4 separate regions of the Mus musculus genome follow, and regions 2, 3 and 4 are each linked to region 1. A link is a contact called in public promoter capture Hi-C data. All regions are on one chromosome and are shown on one strand. The core of a region is the stretch at or near the end of the contact, and the rest is flanking DNA. Distances in the headings are between cores, read along the strand shown. Region 1 holds the start of Rmnd5a (required for meiotic nuclear division 5 homolog A). Region 2 holds the start of 4933431G14Rik (RIKEN cDNA 4933431G14 gene). Region 3 holds the start of St3gal5 (ST3 beta-galactoside alpha-2,3-sialyltransferase 5). Region 4 holds the start of Rnf181 (ring finger protein 181).

Region 1 (5,498 bases), core at 273-2,772:
AAGTACAGCCAGGCAAGGACGCTCTAGACAGCAGTAAGATGATGCCAGGCACCCTCGGGCTTGTTTTACAAAGGAAGAGGGCCCTTTCTTCTTTTGGATGCCTGAGTATTTTCACAAAATGGATGGTAGCTAGAAAACCTTTTGAGGAGAATGGCAAGATTGATGGAGCTAAAAGGTTTTTTATTTTCGAGAAGTAGGAATCAGGGCCATCTGCCAAGAAAGAGGACTAAAAGCAAATGGCGTGATGAGGGACAGAAAGGAGCCCTGAAATACCATCAGCTGAACTTCCAAATATCCAGGACCACTAAAGGCCATCATATATAACCACCCGCCCACTAGCTGCCACATTATAAAAACGGAAATTGAACTTTAAAAAGGTTACCACCTGAATTAAAGGAAAAGAAAGACTGTCCACCAGGGTGCTGGCTGTGTTCTAGAAACAAACAGGCCACAACAAAAGGGGTTACCCTTCATAGTATTACTTAAGTGGTGCAACCAAAACAAGCAAAACTCCAAACAATTATTATTTTAGACTTTGACAAGTGATGTGTGAGAGAAAAAAAAAATTGTGCTGTAAGAGATACAATGAATTGATGGAGAAAATTCGGGGAGGCAGAGGTGATACAACCATGGTGGAAGTAGGAATGCTATGAGCAGGCAAGCAAGCTGGCAACTGCAGGCCCAGGAAGGCGGACTCTCCCAGGCCCAGGCTGTGAGGCAGGGACTTGACGAAAAGCTAGTAGGGTAGAAGCCTGGTGAGCAAGAGGGCACAGGCCAAGGCCAGAACCCCGTGGTAAACCAGGGCAAAAGCCCTACGCCAAGGTAAGGGCAAGGAGCAAGGGCCAGGTTGCTCAGCTCGCCCACGCGTGTTCGTGACCGCCGCCAAGATGCCCAGCACGTGGACAAGGCGACAGGGAAGGCCACTTGCAGGCCGAGGGGCGTCAAGAACGAGCCAACGCTGGGCGCGGGCCATCCCTCTAAGAGCTACCACCTTCCATCGGGTTAGTGACCCCGCCCGGGCCCTCCGCCACTAGGCGGCCAGACAGACATCCTTTGGCCCCGGAGGTGGGCCTCTCAGTCGAAACTCCGGCCAAAATTCCATGCGGAGAAAACACAAATTGCAATCAGGGCGAAATCCTGGAGAAAACAGCCCCGTTAATTGCTGTCATGTTTCCCCTCGCGGCTTCCCAGTAGAAGCGCCAAGCTCCGCTCTTCAAGCCAACCCCCCTCCAACAGCGAGCGCATTGGTTTGGCTCCTCAGTCTGGATTGGCTGAAGTTTTACGCCTCGGCCCAGGATTGGAGGATGTTTGTCTCGCTCCTAACCCCCGCGTCGATTGGTCACTCTTCTGCTTCTGGGCGGAGCATCCGGGGACGGTTTCCACCCTCTTGTTTACCGGCCGCGTAGTTGACGCTATCGCTAAAGTTCCCTGTTCAGCTGCGCGGGCCAATTGCGTCGCTCGCCCCGCCCTCGCCCCGCCCTCGCCGCGCTCCCTCACGGCCTCCCGCGTGGTACGGCCCACACCTTCAGAACGCCCGCGCGCCCTCCGCCCGTGCTCGCCCGCTGCTTCCCCCTGACCCCTCGCCGAGTCCGCGATTGGTACGGCCCGCGCCGCCTCCTCCGCTCGTGAGGGAGGCTCGACCCCCTCCCGGGCCGCGGCTATTGGTGCCGCCCGGGAGAACCAGGTCATCGGCCGGTTCCCGTGAAAACAAAAACAATCGGCGGCGCCGCCGAGGGGCGGCCGAACGCGGCGAGCCAGGGGGGCCCGGGGCGAGACGCGGCGCCGGGTAGGGCGGGCGAGCGAGCGCGAGCGGCGGGGCCGGGGCGCCATGGGGCGGGAGGGCACAGGCTGCGCGGGGCTCCCCCGGCGCCGCGGCTAGCGCGCCCGTCTTGCCTTCGCCTCCCGCGCCGCCCGCTCGCCGCCTTGGGGGAGGAGGAGCAGGACGCGGCCTCGGTGGGGCCCGGGCCGAACCACTGCGGACCCCCGGGCGCCGGGGAGCCGAGCGCCGCGGTCTCCGGCATGGATCAGTGCGTGACGGTGGAGCGCGAGCTGGAGAAGGTGCTGCACAAGTTCTCGGGCTACGGGCAGCTGTGCGAGCGGGGCCTGGAGGAGCTCATCGACTACACCGGCGGCCTCAAGCACGAGATCCTGCAGAGCCACGGTGAGGGCGGGCGCGTGGGCGCGCGGGGGTCGGGGCCCTGCGCTGCGTCTGCTGGTCCCCAGGCCGCGGCGACCCGCCCGGAAACGCGGTGGCCTGGGGCGGGGCTGGGGGTCTTGCGGGGTCCTGCGGGCCGCAGGTGTGCGAGTGATAACGAGGGTCTGCGCAGGACTTTGTCTAGTTTTCGGCCTCGCAGACTTTTCTCCCTGATGGTTCTTAGTTTAACGTTCTTAGCTGTGGGTTGGTTTCTACATCATCGGCTGCTGCAACTTCAGAGTTGGACTGATGTGGGCAGGCAGTTCTTCTAAACTCTTCCTAGGAAGCCGGCCGATTTAAACCATTCAGCGTCCCTGCTGTAGCCTCTGTACAGTCCGACCGGGCAGATGTCGAGTTGCTAGTTACTTACCTAGTCCAGTTTGTACTTGTTAATAATCCTTTCAGAAAACAGCTTTTCCGTAGAAGGTGTTTTGCCTACGTTATTTCATCAGTGGCCCTACGTCTTGTACCACAGATGCCAAGGCTAACTCTGAGAAAGAGTTTTGTGTTTTAAAAATAACACTAAAGGTCTGGTACCTTGGAGCCACAATGCTGACTCTTTCTGAATGAGAGATAAAGGACTTGTAATATTATGGATTTACTCAAGAGTCCGGGCCCTTGTCAGTTTTGTGGGCTGAACAGAAATTAAAGGGATATTTATTAGTCAGGGAGAAATGAGGATGTAGCAGGTGAGATTAAGGCAGTGTTAGCCCTGCCTCTCCTCTCCTTTCCTCTACACCTTTATTTCCCAAACACTTCAGTTGTGGGTGACTGCTCCTCCCTGGTAAAGGAGTCTGACAACTTCTGACACAGCTGTCACTTTGGAACGCTGTATAAATATATGCAAAACATGTTGATGGCTTCATGCGAAAAGATTATTTGACTGAATTGATGGTGATGGTATACTTGATGCTAACAGAATAAGGTGGGGTGTGAGAAAATCTGTTGAATTTTGACTCATGAGATTAAAGGGTTTGAATATATGTGAGGTGTATATATAATATATATATATATATATTACATATATACATACACACATATATGGATAGATATAGATATTCTTGGAATATATGTGAGCTAAAATTGGTTGTTTTCTTTTGCTTGTGGTGTTTTGAGGTAAAATCTCTCTGTGTGGCCCAAGCCAGCTTTGAATTTATAATCTTGTCTTCATCTTTCTAGTGTTGGGATTCCCAGTGTGCCCCTCTGTGTTTTCAGATATTTCTAGAAGGACAGTGGAGATCATAGGATGTGAGATGAAAGATCTTAGGCTCTAAACACAACCAAAGTAGAGCAGAAATGAAAAGGGCAGAAAAGGATAAAAAGAGAGCTGCTTAGCTGGTACTTGACATTTTGTGGACAAACCAGATTATTTCAGGCTAAGAAAAAAATAGTGCATACCGAAGTAGAAGGCAGTCAATCCAAGGTGGTCCTAGCTCAGGGCTTAAAGACACCGAACACCCCCCTTTCCCAGAGGACATCTTTGTCTTTTGACCGAAAAGGAGAAAGCCAGTAGGGGACGAGAATGAACATAGGGCCTACACCTGGAGAGGCAGAAGGAATACTCCCTTTTGGGGGACCAGGTCAGAGATTGAGGGGTTGCTTGAGAGAGAAAAGATAGAGAACAGAGTCCTTTCCAGAAGAGTGATTATGGAAGAGGAGAAGTGGTGGTGAGGTTTGTTTTAGGGAAGTTGCAGTCAGTTCCAGATGGTTAAAATGATTGTAAAAATTGCCAGGTCAGGGATTTTAGGCCTCTTTGCTAGTAAGGGAATGTTTCACAAAGCCTGTGGTGTGAGGGGTAGTAGGCACAGTGTATATACCATGCTGTTATAACAGGTAGTGGGGCTTGTTCTTGATTGGCAGCCTCTTTTTTTTTTTTTAAACATTTCTGTGTAACAATGCCTCTGTGGCATCTGTTATTTTCCTTTAATCAGTTGACTAGAATTAAGTAATGAAAAGTAGTTAAACACGAAAGAAATACATACGGATATTAGGTCAGGTTCTTAAGGCAGTCTTGTTTCTTTTGAGTGAAGATAAAGATAAACATGCTTTGGTATTTGATTGCGGGTTTCTTTTTTTCTTTTTCTTCTTCTTCTTCTTCTTCTTCTTTTTTTTTGGTTTTTCGAGACAGGGTTTCTCTGTATAGCCCTGGCTGTCCTGGAACTCACTTTGTAGACCAGGCCTCGAACTCAGAAATGATTGCGGGTTTCTTGAAGCAACTAATTTCTAAGTTAGAGTTTCAAGCAGGTGACGGGCAGTGGATATTATATTTAATCTTAAACCTGCTCCTTTCAAAGGTGTGCCTACTGAAAGCAGAGTTTACCCCTCTACTTTAAGGCTTGGAATGTGCTTTCTGGGCAAGTAATCTGGTAGCTGCTCTGATCTGAGGGAGGGGCTCTATTCTGCTTCTATCTAGGCTCTTATTATGAGTGGTAGGTAATATTCCTGGGAGAAGAGAATGAGTAAAGTAGAACCTTGGGGTCTGTAAACATCACCTGCCAGATAGGATAGAGGGCAGTCGCTGTATCATACTGGAAGGTGACTTCCTTTTGCAGAAGCATCTTTTTACCAGAATTGGGAAATCAGTCCAATTTTAAAAAGCTATAATTTCTTAGGTTTACTCGAGTCTGCAGTGAGATGTCTGAGGTAAAAGGGATCATAGACAACTATATTAACCGAACACAGCTAGATGGTTGTAAGTTCACCCACCTTGTCACAGCCTTCCTCCAGGTTATAAACACTGCCCTAGGGCTGACCTGGAACTGTCCAGCCAGCTCAAAATGACCTCTCTGTAACCTGAAATTGTTCCATGTGAAATTTCTTTATTAGCTGTGTCTTTTTAAAATGTAGCTTTCTTAATGCACATACTTGAAGACAGTAAGGATGATGTGGATAGTCACTCGCATTTGGTGGATTAGTTATGCTGTCACTTTATCCATCCCTAGTTCTTCCGCTTGGAAATGGGATGGGCAAGTCTTTTTTTTTTTTTTTTTTCCTTCTTCCTTTTTTTAAACTGAAGCTCCGGTATCTGCTAGAGGAATACTGTTGACATATAAGAAGGAAATGCAGGCTTTGAGTGTGGGTGGTTCTAGGGTAGCTAAGGTGGTAATAGGAGTGTGAAGGGGCAGCCGGGGCTAGGGAGAGCTTAGAGAAATCTGGCTGAACTGAGCCATTGCTTTATGCGGAGCCTGATACCAGATGTGTCTCTTTGTTGCCTTGGATAGGGCACAGAAGCAGGAGGATGGGCCTCTGTGGGGTGCCCAAGGTGGGAGGGAGGGATAGTAGACAGGGTTATTCATGGCAAATA
Region 2 (5,449 bases), core at 1,907-4,406, 680 kb before region 1:
TGTACCTGACGTGCTTGTTCACAGAGATAGGAAATATGGAGGCAGGACGTACATAAGGATATATGCTTGCCCCTGATTGGACATAGGCAGGAGGTATGCAGGCAGGAAGTACGTCAAGATATATGCTTGCTCCTGATTGTACCTGGTGGAAAATACATAGCCTTATGGGTTCTGCCTTTATAAGTCACTGAAAAAACATGACTTGCTGCCATTTTCTGGGAACCTCAGAAGGGTCCTGGCCAGAGCCCATCATCTTGGCCAGTAATTAAAGCTTACTTTAAATTTGGCTCAGAAAGTTGAGGTAACAGCCTTATTCTCCACCAGATTAACATTTTCTGGAGGCCTCAGTGAGATTCAGACCGCCCACCCAAACTCTAAAGCCAGACCTTCACTCTGGACTGCAGAGCCGAGGGGCTGCTGCGGGAAGCACAGGCCTTGAGATGCTCCAAGGGTTTGGAGTTGCCTTCGGTTTTATGAGCTATGGAGTGTAACTGCCATGTTGAGGAAACCCGGGAGCATCTATGGAGGCCTTCTGGTTTTGAGTCACAGTCTAATTCTGTTAGGTGTGATCTGTATCTGGGTTGTGTGGGAGCTTCAGCGAGACCCCAATTATTCTTCTGTCTAGGGCAGATAGTGAGACATTGCCTGTCTGTCTGTCTCTGGATGGTTGGAAAGCTTCGTCTGTTTGTTTGTTGTGTCTGTCTGCTCTGCATGTGCGGACGGGTCTGTGTTTTCTGGTGTGTCTGTAAGTTCTATTGTAAACCCTGAGCTGAGACAGAAATGGGTCATGCTCAGTTGAATGTGTGACTATATGGTGGCTACCACATTTTGTTTCTGACATTCTTCGAGTATGTAACCTTCCTTGTTCTGTTTTCTGGGTTATATTTTTTGCTGTCTCTGCTGCAGTCAGCCACCACTACTACCATGGCTTCTTTTATGGCCAGGGCTCAAAATTTATCTATGAGCTTTCTGGCCACTGGGTTCAGTTTAGCGAGGATTTAAATATCTTTTGAGTGTGGATATAAAAGTTGTTTTATGTTGTCCTTATTTATTGAAAAGCTGGCTCTGGAATTGGGTCATGGCTCTCCTTTTTCCAGACCTAGGCATGCTTTTAAAGTTTAGATGTCAGGGTTCAGGGAAGCCACCGGATGTTGTGATGGGGAGAAGAAAGCAAGTCAGAACAGCCAAAAGAACTAGACTATTGGTTTATGTGAAGTTTCTGTACCTTATGATTTATAACTTTATTGGGTATGGCGTGAAATTTCTGAAAAACAATTCATTTAAAACTTGTATCACAGGATTGATAGTTAAAACTCTACGCATAGGTAACCTAAAGGGACCATGTGGCATGATGTCATTTCGTGATATAGCAACATGTGGTTTGCCACCATCTTAGCTGCTGTTCCGCATCGGGAAGGAGGCAGCCTCTTGGCTGGCAGCCATCTTTGTTAGGGATGCAGCGGGTGAATGTCATGTGACTTCACCACCACCAATGTTGATTAAAGGTGAGCGCATGGTATAAAATCAAGGAGGCAACAGGGTCTCAGATTTTGGACTACGGTGGATTTTTATATAATGATTTCTGTCCTGAAAACAAAGTCATAAAAACAAGGTTTATGAAAGACAGGATTTAAAAACAATGTTTGTTTAATATGGTCTTAACGCTTTATCTCCATGCATTTATATACAAGAACATACCTTGTGGAACAGCCAATCTTTGTGATATAAGAGTCACCTGGGTGGTACTGGTTTTAAAGGCATGAAGTAGCCATGGAGAATAGCTGAGGCTTGGCACTGTGTGGCAGGGCTGGTGCCGTATGACAGCCCCCAGAAACAGCAGCTGCTATGAAATGGAGCCAGCTGGCACCTGGAAGGCAGGCTGGGTATAATGCTGAGGACAGGGCCACAGAGGTGACCCAGGCCCCACTGGGAATCCCAGAGGACGGTGAGTGAATCCCAGGTACTGAGCACTGAGTTGTCGGTACTGTTGGAGCTCGGCTTTGTCTTGTTCAGATTATGGTTTTGCTCTGGGTTTTTCCCCCTCTTCAAATAAAAAAAGGTACTTTGTTATTATTATTATTATTATTTACTGTTATAGGAGCACACAATTGAGAGATTTTAAAGCTTCTTTAAGAGAAAATTTTGGAGTTTTACAGATATTTTAAAATTAGAAAAGTGGATATTTTTAAAAGAACAGCTTTTAAAATATTTAAATGTATAAGGCTATGGGATACTTTAAATTTATAGAATGTTTTATATTATTAATATCTGGCCTTAAAAAATAGATAAGAGGCTAAAAAATTAGGGCCACAGCTATGAGCACCAAACGCTAAACACCAAAACCTTAAGTATTCCTCTCTTTTGGAGCAACAAGACAACGACCTGAAGAATCTGACTAAGAACTGGATGGATGTCTCTCCTTACCTAAGGCCGGCTCAGGCTGGAAGAGGCTGGCTTGGGAATGTATGTCTCCCTTCCTCGTCTTGGCTAACTTCGTTAGGCTTTAGCTATTGTGATAATCTGAGTAATATAAGAAACTAATATTCTATAGTGGTACACTGTAAAAGGCTCAGCAAAGTTCCCAGTATCTATGTGGACTGTGTTTATGAGTTACAGTTTTATTTTGATACCAAAGAGCTTCAGTTCCTTCAGAAATGATTGTTTTTTTTTAATTCAAACTTCACAAAAATAAAGCTGTAAAATCCTAGTCTTATAAAAGCTGCTAAGCCATAGTTAAGACATGCAAGTTAACAGTCACAGAGTAAATGATCAAATTCCATAATGTGTTCAGAACCTCACTTGTAGTCATGCTGAGTGCTAATATCATTAATTATAGAAATAAGCTTTATTTACTTTTTTTTTTGTTTTTTGGTTTTTTGGTTTTTTGAGACAGGTTTCTCTGTATAGCCCTGGCTGTCCTGGAACTCAGAAATCTGCCTGCCTCTGTCTCCCGAGTGCCGGGATTAAAGGCGGCACCCCCTGGCTATTTACTTTTCAAGGTTAAGCCTAAAGCAAGTAACTAAAAGCAAGCAAAGTTTATTACTTTGTATATACTTAATAGATATTGGTCCTTAAGACTTTCTAAAGGTCTGCTGAATTTGGAATTTAGAATGTTTAATGTAAAAGAGCTTACCATGACAGAGACCCCAGCTCCTAGTAGTAGAAGCCAGATGAAGGCTTCTAAACATGACACCTTCATCTGGATTCTGGTAACCTTAACCACTGGGCATAACTGCCTCATGCCTCGTCTGCCATCAAACCCGGCCACTGTTGAGTTGATTGCTGTACTCTTGCCTGGTCAAAGTAAGGTCAGTTGGGAACAGAACTCAAGTCCATTGAAAGAACCACAGGGTAAGGTCAGTCCCCACAAAGTTCCTCACCTGTCCTCCACATAAAATTCTCTCAGATCTTCTGGGCCTGGTGACTGAAGACCAATGCTGGCCTGAGACCTCCACCTCCCCCCAAGCCATCGTAGCCACAGAGCCTAGGGTGATCATCTCGATAATGAGTAAGTCTCTGTCATTTTAATCAGAACATAAGCCATTTGGATACTTTCTGCTACAATGTATCCTTCTCGGATCTCTGCTGGCATTGATGGCTAGGCTAACTGTAGCTCTGTCAGTTTAACGGCAGCAGGCAACGGGCTCCTCCCTGCAAGGCTGCAGCTGCCTAGATAGTTCACATCATATGTAAAAACTAGGCCTTGCTGTTTCTAAAGCTACTAAGTCTCCAGTTGAGAAAGGTAGATGGGGTTTCCTTGCCAACAGGCTTCATATTAAAGGACAAACAGGTTTCTGATGTAGCTATTTACTGTTCTTTTACTCAAAGCACTTGCTTTGCAATGGCTGCTCTCAGCAAAAACCATTTGTGCCTCTAGTAAATGACTAGATGGATAAACGGTTTAAAGTCTATGTAAGTTCTGAGGGTCTAAGATAGTGTTCTAAGGTGCAGAGAGGTCTGAGAACGTGAAGGCTTAAGTTCAGAGGATCTAAGAAAGTGACTTATGGCGTTCGTTGTAAAGGTTTAAGAGAATGATTTAAGGTATATGAAAAATGGGAGTTTCATATTTCTTTACCTCTCTGTTCTTGTTATACTAAGATTTCAAAAGTTCAGAGTTTTAACACTGATCAGTGGAATTCTGACAGATGGTAGAGCACTGATTGTTATTATAGTCACAAGGAAAAGAGTTTAAATTTTATTTGGTTGTCTTCTAAGTATAGACTTAACGGTGCTTCTCACTGGCTAAAATTGTCTCTGTCAAATCTATATGTCCATCCCACTGGACAGAGGAGAAATAAATGTTCATCTTTTTTAACCTGAAGCCATAGCTTTTGCTGATTCAAAGGTGGGATTCTACTCCAGCTGTCTTACAGACACCTGCTTGCTGCTTTTCCCACAATGTAGATCACTACAGATTACACACAGTGACAATGCTTATATATCTAAAACTTTTCTCTCTTTAAGTAGACTAAAAAATCCTGTAAGCTCAGGGAGTCTGAGTCCTAAGACTTGAATCCACCTCCCACAGGTCAAAAGGACTCCAGATAAGAACCACCTAAGTCCCCACACCTATCCCTGAGGACGAGGTCTCTCTCTCTCCTTCTCTCCCTCTCTCCCTGCTTCCCCTATCTCTGTCTTGAGACTCTCTCCTTCCCAATTACCAGGACTATAGGCCTAAAAGTTCCACGTGTAAGATTTTCCTTAAACTTTAACTTCTGTCCCTAGCTTGTATCTGTCTCAGCAGATTTCCACTGAGACAGATTTCAGATGACAGGCACCACCCAGGAATCAGCTGCAGACTACAGACTGATCCAGATGGCTTGGAGCCCTGGACTTGCCGAAAGCTGACATGGACCAAGCCAGCTGATTCGGATTGCTCCCTGTCTCTCCAGCTGGGTCAGCTCACCAGATGCTTCTAATGAATGCTCCATTTCCTGAATCTGAGGACAACATCTTAATTTCAGCATGAAGTAGTTAAAGAGAGTAGAGTATGCTACCCTGTGTCCTCAACAGGCTGTGATGTTAGGTCAAAAGGACCTGGCACAGGGGACAAAACGGCTGCCTATCTTGCCCACTGGCATACCAGGAAAGGTACTTGTTGAAACCAAATAGACTCAGATCTATCAACAGGTAGGTTGACTAGCTGAAATTGGTCTACAATACAATAGGGTACCTGACCTGCTTTAGACAGAACAAGGAGGTCCTGTGTGGCTTTAAGAGAAAATTGTTTCTATAACTGTTAGAGATAATCTGGCTGTCCTAAAATAATTAAGGAAATAAATATTGCAAAAATGGAGGGGGGTTGAAGGAGGGGCCTGTGATGACATAAATGACCTGTCCCCATTCTCATTTTCAGGCTCCTCCTGGATAGTAACTGATGTCAGCCAATGCAGGGCCTTTGACCTTTCTGTTTCTACTAATTACTGTTGCCCCTGGCATCATTAATGCC
Region 3 (5,629 bases), core at 2,083-4,582, 660 kb before region 1:
GTTTTCTGTCCCTTGATCTGAGGGTGGCACATGTTACTTTAGGTGGCTCTGCTTTTCCCTACACACGTTTCTAAACGTGGAGGTCAGGAGAGAACTGAGTTAGTTCTTTCCTTCTACTGTGTGGGCTCTGGAGACTGAATTCAGGTCACTAGGCAGCATGCACCTTAGCCCACTGAGCCATCTCACTGGCTTCGTGTGTGTGTGTGTGTGTGTGTGTGTGTGTGTGTGTGTGTGTATCTATCATGACAGCATCTCCTATACCCCAGCTGACTTTTAACTTGCTCTATAGCAGCAGCTGATCTTGGACTCCCAATCCTCCTATCCCCCTGCCTCTATCTCCCAAGTGCTGAAATGAACAAACGTGCTCCAAGTACCTACACAACATTTAAAGAGGAACAAACCTCATCTGGTGTTCAGGTAAGTTAATACCGATTGATGGAGCCTCTCACTTCATTTTTCCCCCTGCTCCTTCACACACCCCACTAATTCCCTCTATGGGAGTGCTCCTGGGTTTCTCTCCCGGGAGAGCTCTAATGCCACCATCCATATTTATGGCTTCCTCCCACACCCCCTCTGCTAACACCTGCCACCCACGCTGATCCAGTCCTTGCTTCTCCATCCTCCGCTGTTATTGTATATATATATATATATATATATATATATATATATATATATATATATATATATATTATATATTCCCAGTTGTTTCTATGCCAAGCCTTCCCAGCCAGACTGGAATGAAGAGCATGCTCTTGGAGGGTGACGGCTGTTCTCTTGGTTCCATAAGCAGAGCAGAATAAAGTCCTCCTCTAAAGCTAGATAGACGTGGAGGGTGACTCTTTCTCCTCCCCACATGTCTTGGTTAGGGTTTCTACTGCTGTAACACCATGACCCAAAGCAACTGGGAGAAAAAAAAGGGTTTAATTTCAGCTTACAATTCCACGTTGCAGTCCATCACTGAGGGAAGTTAGGACAGAAACTGATACACTGCAGGAATCTAGAGGCAGGAGCTGATGCTGAGAGTATGGAAGAACACTGCTTACTGACTTGGTCCCCAGAGATTGCTAAACCTTCTTTCTCATACAACTCAGGACCACTAGCCCACAATGAGCTGGGCCCTCCCCACTTAAGAAACTGTCTCCCAGGCTTGCCTCCAGGACAATCTGGTAAGGGCATTTTTTTTCAAATGATGCTTTCTTTTCTCAAATAATTCCAAGTTACATCAAGTTGACATTAAAAACTACCCAGCACACCATTAATCTGCCAAGAGACAGCTGCTAATTCTCTACTACTTTGCAAGCCCAGTAAGGGAGCAAGAGGTGGAGGAGGCAAGCCAACGACAGGTGTGTTTCTTGATTACCTCCCTGTCCAGTCACCCATTTGACTTGTTTTGATGACATGGGGCAGTGACCAGTGTATGTCAAGCTGAATGCATTTGCAGAATCATCATAAATGTGTGCTTTTAGAATTTCCTGCCAGCCCCCAGCATGCCATTTTCCAGAAGCCTTGTCACACCTCCTCTTACTCTGTTTAAGCCAGGCATGTTGGCACAAGTCTGTGATCCCAGCACTTGGATCAGTGGTTCAAGGCCAGCTTCGGATGCACCAGTGAATTCAAAGCCAGCCTGAACAGCATGCTATCCCCGACTCAAAAACCCAAACCAACCAACCAACCAACGGACCGACCAACCAACAAAACAGCCACCCAAACCTCCAATCATCTCAATTTCTTTTCAAGTCTCAAAGAAAACACTATCAGCCTGATAGCCACAGCACCGACCACATAGCAGACATGAGTGTCAGGAGATGCAGCACTCTGACTACAGTGCTCTGGAAGCTCATATTAATATTCTCTTGACCAAAAACTTGGAAATCAGACAATTCCTAGCCCTGCAACCAGCAATGTGAGAAACCATTCTGAGCTGTCAGGATATGGAATTACACAAAAGAAACCAAAACCTACTTTTCTGGTCCTTTCTTTCAGCAGACAAATCCCTCTTCTCAGGCCCAGCATTTGCGTAGGGCTGCAGGTAGAAGAGGATTTACAGTCATAAACCAAGGGAAGGCTTGGCTAGACACCAGAGGGCAGAGATGAGTGTGAGTCTCCTTCCTTTGTAAGTCTAAAACCCAGCACAGCTCTTGGCTGAAGGAACCTGAAACCCATCGGTCCCAGAAAAAGCACAACACATAAAAATGCCTCTTCCTCCTTTTAAGTACATCTACTTACATTTACACCTAATTTTGCAAAGGCAAAATTCATATATGTGAATTAAGACTGAATTACTGGGGGGAAAGGTATAAAAATTTCATTTCCAAGTCAGCTAGTGATTCTACAGAGTTCTCGCCAATTGACATATTTATTCTAAATGGTTAAAACCACAAACTCATTGTGGAAGAGACCCAAGCCAACAGCAAGTTAAGTCTTCCAGTACAGACCTGGAGAGCAAGCTCCCCACAGGAGGATATCAGTGTCTGCCAAGGTCATCCAGCTGATGTGCAGTAGGGACAAGAGCTTTCATTTACTGGGGTCCTACCAATTGTTCTCTAACACCCTCTCCGCAAAACAAACAAATAAAACAGCGCACAAAGAACGCGTCCCCTCGTCAGGACACAGCTTAAAATTTCCAAGAAACCAAAACGGTCTCCCAATGTGTCTCCTCCGCAGGACTGGCCGCAGAGAGGGGGCAGGGAAGGTCACCAGTGAATTTCTGCCAGCAGAAAGCTACCCACTTTCACACTGCACGTCTACCCACATGGATGCACCAGGAGGGTTCAGGCGCCACTAGTTACCCTGTACAAGGTTCCCCAAAGCAGTCAAGGGAGACACTGAGTCTATTCGACTCTGCCGGCTCAGAAGGTTCCAGCAATGAATTAAAATCCCAGAACCAAGCGACGTGAAGAGGGCCACTCTGGCTGGACCTGCCACGCGGGGCAGGTCATCCTTACCCGCAGCGCCGCGTCCACACCTGCGCAGGCTGCGCCGGGGGCGCCCATGTAGGCAGCCAGGGGCCGCGACCCTCCGCCCGTGTCCCCTAGCAGGCGCGTCCGGCGTCGCAGGGCTGGGGAGGAGCCGCTGGGCCTGGGGTATCGCAAAGGCGGATCGCCGCTATCTGGGCTCCCCGGTGTCCGCTCTGCCGACTGGGGGCTGCGCCACGTACCTCGGCAGGCAGGTGCCGCTGCTTGGCTTCGCAGCTTCTGGGGCCTCCGCGCCGCGCCGCCCACCGCCTCTGTGTGCATGCTAGGGAGGGAGCGCTGGCAAGCCGCCAGCCCGGGGCCCCGCGCCCCAGCCAGCCCCCGGCGCCGCGCTCGCGCCAATTCAGCCCCGGACAGTCCGCTCCCCCGCGCGGATGCTGAGGGGGGTGGGGGTAGGCGGGGGCGGGGTCGCGCGTCACGAGGATAAGGGAGACCAATCAGAGTGCGCCGAGGCCCCGCCTGCGAGCGGACTGTCCCCCCGCCCCCTCCGACTGCTAGTGCGAGGGGGAGCGGGACAACTCCAGCCGAGAAGTAGGTGGGGCGCCAGGCAGCCTAGGATGAGGGTGCCCCGCGCTCGGGGATCTCTTCAACTCTCCCCAGGCTTGCGCGTGATTAGATAGTGGAAGGCGTTCCGGAGAACCTAAGGTGGCTCTGGACCGGTTAAAGGCTTTGACTGAGCATCCAATTAGGAGTCGGAGCTGGGGAACTAAGGGGCTTGACGTAGTCACGTGCTTTATTCGCCAGCTGCCCACTGGTCTTCAGGTAATTACTGGTCCTGGGTTCCTGAGACCCAAGAGACAAATACCAGGACAAGCTAAATCAGCGGTTCTCAACCTGGGGGTCGCCTAATACCAATGGAAGACACGTTTATTTACATTTACGATTCACAACAGTAGTGGAATTACAGTTATGAAGTATCAACGAAAATACTTTTTATGGTCAGGGGTTACCACCACAACTTGAGGAAGTGTATTAAAGGGTCGCAGCATTAGGAAGGTTGAGAACGATTAGGCTACACGGTTGTTACTGTGCTAGTTACCAAAGCCAACCAACTTGTTTTAACAGGAGAAGGAACTGAGGTCTGTGTGGGACTGAGGGTGAGTAGCTTTGAAGTCATTTGGAGGCCGAAGCAGGAACAGAACCTGGGCTTGGAGCGCTCAAATCTTATTTGTCTGAAAGCTAGAGAGGCCCTGGCCTCTCACACCTTATTTTGGAAAGGAAATGCCATACGATTTTTAAAAACACATTTAATAAATCCCAAAATTGGTGCATTAAAAAGGCCTAAAACCGGACTGGATCTCCCTTTTAGGATATTTTTCCCCATGATCTTCTAGAAAAGCCGACAAGAAAGGGATCCAAAGCGCAGAGTAAATGATATAATGTAGCCAAGTTCTTCTGAGGATGCAGACCCTTTGTTACTGCATGTGTGTGTGGGAAATCCCCTAGTGCCATAGTCTTTGTTATATTGGAATAGCTTGCCTTCGACCTCAAGAACATTTAACCACAAAGGGGCATTCTGATAGTCAGGAGGCACGCTTTCCAAGATAACAGCTCCAGTTTTCTTGGTGACTGCATAGCAAACTCCTTTTTGGGTCTGCTCAAGGTCCCGTGCTAGATCTGTGTATCAGCTGAGAAAATTGAAGCTTTGTAGTGGAAGCTTGTCAGCCTGTACAAACAGGAAGAGGCCCTGGGCTAGCTTTTAGAACTCCCTTCTCCAGCCCCAATCAAGCATGGCTATCCATCTTTTACCGAACAATAACCCTCTCATTTTGAGAAGGAAGATCCTAGACCCTGAGCCAAGAGCCGTTATCAGTTTTCCTTTTTACAGCAGCTTGCTCTCTTTGCTCTTTCTCCAGGGTGGAGAGTAGAACATGGTCGCCTGGGAACTGGGGGATGCTCTCTGGGTAGTCAATGCCAAGAATAAAGACATAGGAAAGAACGGAGTAGGTGGATTCTACTTTCATGGCTATCCAAAACAACAAATCTGTATGATTTTAAAGCGAGGACACTGGAAATAGTCTAGAAAGGGAAAAAAAGATGGAAGAAAGCCTGACATGTGGCTAAAGCCAGTGGGTTGGCCAAGGCTGGTCAGACACTAGCTAGCTGCCTGGAATGACTATAGCAGGAAAAAGATTGCAGAGCCGCTCACTCTCCTACTATTGGACCAGCCTGAGGCCTGCCTGTGTGGTCTGATGCTCTGACATCTCTGTGCCTTGGTTCTCTCCCACATCTCCCTGTGTGGAGCCCCACCCTCTTAGCAGTAAGGGCTGTCCTGGAAGCTGGAAGCATCCTGCCTTACAAGAGTAGGTGTAAGTTGAGGGCAATGAAGTGTAAGAAGTGAACTCTACCTTCTGTCTTAGTCTCCTGGGACATTTGTTTCAAATATTCATGAGCTCTGTCACCTAGTTGACACTTAGTGAAGGAAAAGAAGACCTGCTCCCAAAGTCCCCAAATAACACACTAGAATCAGCCACTAGATTTCAATGGTTTACTGAGTGGCTTCAGAGAAGCTTCCAGACTCTGGCTACCATACAGTAGGACTACTAATAAATCAGAGATAGCAGCTACCACTTCCTAAATTCACTTTTTCCATTTACTACATTAGTTAATCTAATGACGTCCTCTCACCCTCCCCTTGTGAGCTGCAATATTCTATT
Region 4 (5,228 bases), core at 1,700-4,199, 920 kb before region 1:
GGGCCCGTCAAATCAAAATAAGTTACATACTTTCTTACTCACAGTTTATAAGTTCACACTTAGAGAAAAGAGCCAGGACATAGTGACAATCAAATCAAACCCACATTCAACACTGTCTAAAGTCCAGTGCTTGACGTCTGGGACCCACCCACAATCACTTGGGTTCCAAAGGGCCTGTGAAGCTCGGGCTCTGCAGTCCACAGCCCACATAGCTCATCTTCCAGGCTCAGACGGACTCCAATGCACAGCTGCTGCTGCCCTGGGCAGTCATTCCACAGCCCTGGCATCTCCAATACTATGGGATCTCCACGTGTGATCTTCATCAACGACCTCTCCATCTCCCTTTAGGGACTCTGACCTTGCCAGTCTCTTGCCACATGGAACCAAACTTCAGCCACTCCCCACGACCCCTTCAGTCTTCAAAATCAGTTCCACTTGGGTTGACCCTTCCACATTCCCAAGTTTGGCTGCCACCATGAGATGGAGCCTTGGCCCTCTCTTGGGGACATAGCTTCTGTGTGCTAACTCTGAGGAAATACTCTCAGATTTCACCTCAATGATGCTTGTCTCTTCTTCTAAAGATTTTATTTATTTTATGTATATGAGTACACTGTAGCTGACTTCAGACACACCAGAAGAGGGCATCAGATCCCATACAGATGGGTGTGAGCCACCAACTGCTTGATGGGAATTGAACTCAGGACTTCAGGAAGAAGAATCAGTGCTCTTGACCTCTGAGCCATTTCTCCAGACCCCATCTTCTTAATCACTGCTGATTTCTCATCTCTAGCTAACCAGCATGGATTGTCCCAGTAGAGCTAAGGTTTCACTTTTTAATGGTACTGGCCTTTTGGCAGTCATGGCTGATTCTTTAGCACCAGCTTCCCAGAGCCACCGATTCTCAATGAAAATATATCTCATAAATAGCCCCAACAGAGTCTTTAAAGGACTCACAAGCTTCCCTCTGAAACGTCATTAAGCCAGGCCTCCGTCATCTGCAGTGCTCTCAGCATTATCTTCCAAGTTCCCACAACAGTTCATTAAGGTCTAAGCACTTGGGTTAGAGAGATGGCTCAGCAGTTAAGAGCACTGATTGCTCTTCTAGAGGTCCTGAGTTCAATTTCAGCAACCACACGGTGGCTCACACCCATCAGAAATGGGATCTGATGCCCTCTTCTGGTGCGCCTGAAGACAGCTCGATCTAAGCACTTGAACAACTTTCCCAGCTCCTCTTCGTCATCCTTCCCGGTCTTCCTAAGAATAATATGTCCACAGCAATACCCCAGTCCTGGTACTCGGTTTCCTTTTTGTTTTGTGTGTTAAAACACCATGACCAAAAGCAACTTGTGGAGGAGAGGGTTTATTTCATCTTAAAATTATACTCCACCATGAAGGTAAGTCAGGACGGAAAATCATGGCAAGAACATGAGGCAAGAGCTGCAGCAGAGGCTATGGAAGAACACTGCTGACCGGCTCTTTCATCCTGCTTCCTATACACCCCAGGACCTGCCCTGGGGTGTTACTTCCCACTGTGAGCTGGGCCCGTCTATATCAGTCATTAATCAAGAAAATGACTAGTCTACAGGCCAATGGAATGGAGGCATTTTCTCAGGGTTTGAGGGTCCTTCTTCCCAGATGATCTTAGCTTATGTCAAGTTGACAAAAAGATAACAAACATACAGGGCTTAAGACAATACTGTTTGTTTGTTTGTTTGTTTGTTAGAGGCAGTGTTTCCCTAAAAGCCCAGTGGCCTCTTAAATTCTGAGACGATGGGTGTATGCCACCTTGAGAGCTCTAAGCACTTGTTACCTTCCTTGGGTTTATTATCATCTTCCTCTTCTGAGAAAGATGGGGGGATAGCACTTTGCCCTGCTAGGTGGGTCAGCAGCACTCACTTTGGGCAAGCTACTTCTGAGACCCAGGTCAGTGGTAGAGCAGATGCTCAGCATGAACTCTAAGGCCCCTCTGAGGTGCCGCACTACAGTACTAGACAATTACAATCAGGTATTTATGGAATGCTCTTTTCCTGAATATGCCTCTCCTTTGAATTTTTTTAAAGACAGGATTTTACTATGTAGCCCACGCTGGTCTTAAGTTTGCAATCCTCTGGCGGTCACTCCCCCCCTTTTCAAAAATTTCAAAAAAATTTATTTTATAACTATGTGTGCTTTGTCAGGTGAATGTAGGTACCGGGGAGGAGGAGCAAAGAGGCATTACCTGGAGCTGGAATTACAGTAAACTGCCCAAGTTGAACTCCTAATCATGCATGGTTTTGTCTATTTTCCTTCTTTTATTGTTTATATTTATTTGTTTTAATTTTTATTTTTATTGATTGAGACAAGGTCTCAACTTTTTAGCCTTGGCTGGCCTCCCACTCACAGAAAAACACCTGGCTCTGCCTCCTGAGTGCCAGACTTAAAGACATGCACCATCGATTGCTTTATTTATTTATAATACGAGTGGGTGTCTTGCTGCATGTCTGTCTGTCTGTCACTTATTTGCCTGGTGCCCGCAGAGCATCAGACCCTCTGGAAATAGTGTTGTGCGCCATCCAGTGGGTGCTGGGACTAAAACTTGGGTGCGCTGAGCCATCTCTCCAGGCCCTTCACCCATTTTTATGCATAAAACATAATCAATGCGTGGGAATTTTCCTTTCAGGGAGTAGGTGGAACATGCAGGTAAACTCAGCCAAGGAGACACAGTAGAGATACTTCCGGCTTGGACTGGCACTTCTAGAAACCGGCGAGAGCCCTCAGATCCTGGCTCCGAAAAGTCCCCGGAATTTCCTCTTTCTCCAACCCCATTGGCTTTAGTCTTTGGTCACCTGACTTATCCAACCAACGAGAGGCGGCTGCATCGGTACTTCCGCCTCTGTGTGCGAGTCACTATGCCCACCCCAGGAGCACTCTGATTGGCTCTCCTCTTGAAATTCGATCGCTTATTGGCCAGCGCTGGATTCGGCTCTCCAGCGGCAACCTAAAGCTGTGTCAGACAAGCCCGGCAGCCCAGGAGCCATGGCGTCTTATTTTGATGAGCACGACTGCGAGCCGTTGAACCCTGAGCGTGAGGCCCGCAACAATATGTTGCTGGAACTCGCGAGAAGAGTGCGCGGGGCTTGGAGCTGGGCCCCGGGCGGCAGGTTTCTGGGTTGGGGTTTGGCGGAGAGGGCGGGTTAACCTGGGAGGTGGGGTAAATAATGTTAGTCAGGGCGACGCGATTAGTCGAGTCGGAGTCGTTAATTTGGGCTATTAATGAGTAGGGCCCGCCAGGGGATCGTGGGAAAGACGAAGATAGAAAGGGTGGGTGTAGCAAAGGGAGGCACGGGACAAGATTGTCATGGGGGCGGACACGGCCTGTGCCCAAGTGTGTAAACTGGGTAGTGTTTTGCTAGTAATAAGCAAGGAGAGAAACTCACTGCTGTCCTGGAATCAACTTTGGCTTATTCCTGAACGACTTCTTTGAGACTGCTATTTCTAGTAAAATGGGAAAGTTGCCTGGAGTGATAGTGCACACCTTTAATCCAACTACTTGGGAGGTAGAAAGAAAAAGGGAAAAGCGAGCCGGGGTTGATTGAGAGCTGTGCTGGTGGGTTTGTTTCGTGTGTGTGTGTTTTGCTTAGAGACAATCTCACTATGTATCCCTGACTGGCCTCGAACTCACAGCCTCCCAAGTGTTGTGACTAAATGCATGGGCCACCACCTCTGGCTCCCACCCTACTGAGGAGCTCTTGTGCACTATTCGTTATTATTACTATTTTAGCCAGGACAGGTATTTCCCAGTGGATTATGGGGGCCGGAACTAGATGATTTCCTTAGTTCTGATTTATACTTTCTCCCTCAGATCACTCTTTAATAGGATGGACTTTGAGGACCTGGGATTGGTAGATTGGGAACACCACCTTCCCCCACCAGCTGCCAAGGCTGTGGTGGAGAGCCTCCCTAGAACAGTCATCAGTAGCGCCAAGGCTGGTGAGGACACAAGGCCTTTTTTGTTTTTTTTTTCTGTTTAGGGCAGATAAGCCAGACCTGCCTGCCTGCCGACTCCCCCTAGCCACCAACAATCTGGCCTGTTAGTGTTCTAGGCCAAGCCTGTGTCTGAGTGGGAGGTTGGGTTGGGCCTTAACTGCTCTCCTGATCGACACTTCCTCTTCAAGATCTCAAGTGCCCCGTGTGCCTTTTGGAATTTGAGGCGGAGGAGACTGTGATTGAGATGCCCTGCCATCATCTCTTCCATTCCAACTGCATTCTGCCCTGGCTAAGTAAGGTACTCGGTCCATCCCTTCCCGGCCCCAACACCAGTTCCCGCCAGTTCCTAAGCGGCTTTTTTTTTTTTTTTTTTTTTGGTAATGGACTGGGGTGAAATCAAGGGAGAGAGCAGGGCTGGAAGGCAGGAGCAGGAAAGGACCGGAATACCGCTCTTGATTTCTCTAGACAAATTCCTGCCCTCTGTGCCGCCATGAGCTGCCCACTGATGATGACAGCTATGAAGAGCACAAGAAAGACAAGGTCTGGTCACCCCACCCCTGCTGCACACTCCCCACTCCTCAGCAGGCTTGGCTAGGCCTCTGAACGCCCCCCTCACTTGGGCTCCCTTCCAAGTCAGTGTGGTGAGGGCAAAGGTCTCAGCATTGTTAATGTTAGAAGCCTGAAAAGAGACCCCGTGACAGCTGCTCTCTGCATGGTCCTATCCATGAGTATTCAGACCCAGCCTTGCCTAAGCCTGGCGTCTTTCTTCTAGGCTCGCAGGCAGCAGCAGCAGCACCGCCTGGAGAACCTCCACGGAGCCATGTACACGTGAGGCAGCTGCCAGGGCTGAGCGCTCAGCCTCTCTGATACCTTCCCTCTGCACTCTGAATCATTAAAGGTTTCTTTACCCACCCTGCAGCTGCACGGCTCACCAGCCGAAGCAGGGGCTCCTTCCGAATCCTCCACCCTGCTGCTAGCCAGAAAGATGTCAAAGGTGTCAAATGTCCGAAGGTGCCAGGCTGCAATTCCCTCTGCCAGCCTCTAGACTCTGGGTGGTGGGGCCCTAGAACAACCAGGGCTTGGGTCTGAGTGTTCTTTTAGAAGTCAAACTGTGTCAGAGCCTGGCGCTTTGTAGCTGTTTAAAACTGATAAATTAACTTGCACCACCCCACTCCGGAAATCTCTAGTTAACCTTGGAACCTTTAGTTAACCGTGGAATCCTGGGGGTGTTCTTTATTTCCACATAGAAAACTTTTAACATT

What was found. Promoter capture Hi-C pulls out the DNA fragments that hold promoters and counts their contacts.
Region 2: a promoter capture Hi-C map of liver shows a contact between it and region 1, with 3 times the contacts expected there. The contact joins the promoter of 4933431G14Rik here to the promoter of Rmnd5a in region 1. A contact is called at or near these places in 3 of 39 promoter capture datasets (hippocampal neurons, liver and pre-B cells) and 1 of 115 datasets of contacts at active chromatin or transcription factors (large pre-B cells).
Region 3: a contact with region 1 is called in a promoter capture Hi-C map of pre-B cells, with 2.3 times the contacts expected there. The contact joins the promoter of St3gal5 here to the promoter of Rmnd5a in region 1. A contact is called at or near these places in 2 of 39 promoter capture datasets (the C10 cell line and pre-B cells).
Region 4: a promoter capture Hi-C map of pre-B cells shows a contact between it and region 1, with 2.9 times the contacts expected there. The contact joins the promoter of Rnf181 here to the promoter of Rmnd5a in region 1. A contact is called at or near these places in 1 of 39 promoter capture datasets (pre-B cells) and 1 of 9 other capture datasets (liver).

What each region holds. Positions count from the first base shown.
Region 1 is chr6:71,436,661-71,442,158 of GRCm38.p6, reverse strand. It overlaps Rmnd5a (required for meiotic nuclear division 5 homolog A), which reads left to right and starts at 1,522. Exons shown (of 9, transcript NM_024288.2): 1 at 1,522-2,161. The coding sequence starts at 2,020.
Region 2 is chr6:72,120,904-72,126,352 of GRCm38.p6, reverse strand. It overlaps 4933431G14Rik (RIKEN cDNA 4933431G14 gene), which reads left to right and starts at 3,156. Exons shown (of 3, transcript NR_045165.1): 1 at 3,156-3,308; 2 at 3,407-3,508; 3 at 4,726-5,449. All of the region lies in intron 1 of St3gal5 (ST3 beta-galactoside alpha-2,3-sialyltransferase 5), which reads right to left.
Region 3 is chr6:72,095,311-72,100,939 of GRCm38.p6, reverse strand. It overlaps St3gal5 (ST3 beta-galactoside alpha-2,3-sialyltransferase 5), which reads right to left and starts at 3,332. Exons shown (of 7, transcript NM_001035228.2): 1 at 3,158-3,332. The coding sequence starts at 3,236.
Region 4 is chr6:72,360,153-72,365,380 of GRCm38.p6, reverse strand. Rnf181 (ring finger protein 181) reads left to right here and starts at 2,949. Exons shown (of 5, transcript NM_025607.4): 1 at 2,949-3,140; 2 at 3,842-3,969; 3 at 4,155-4,264; 4 at 4,432-4,506; 5 at 4,739-5,228. The coding sequence starts at 3,016. The coding sequence ends at 4,798.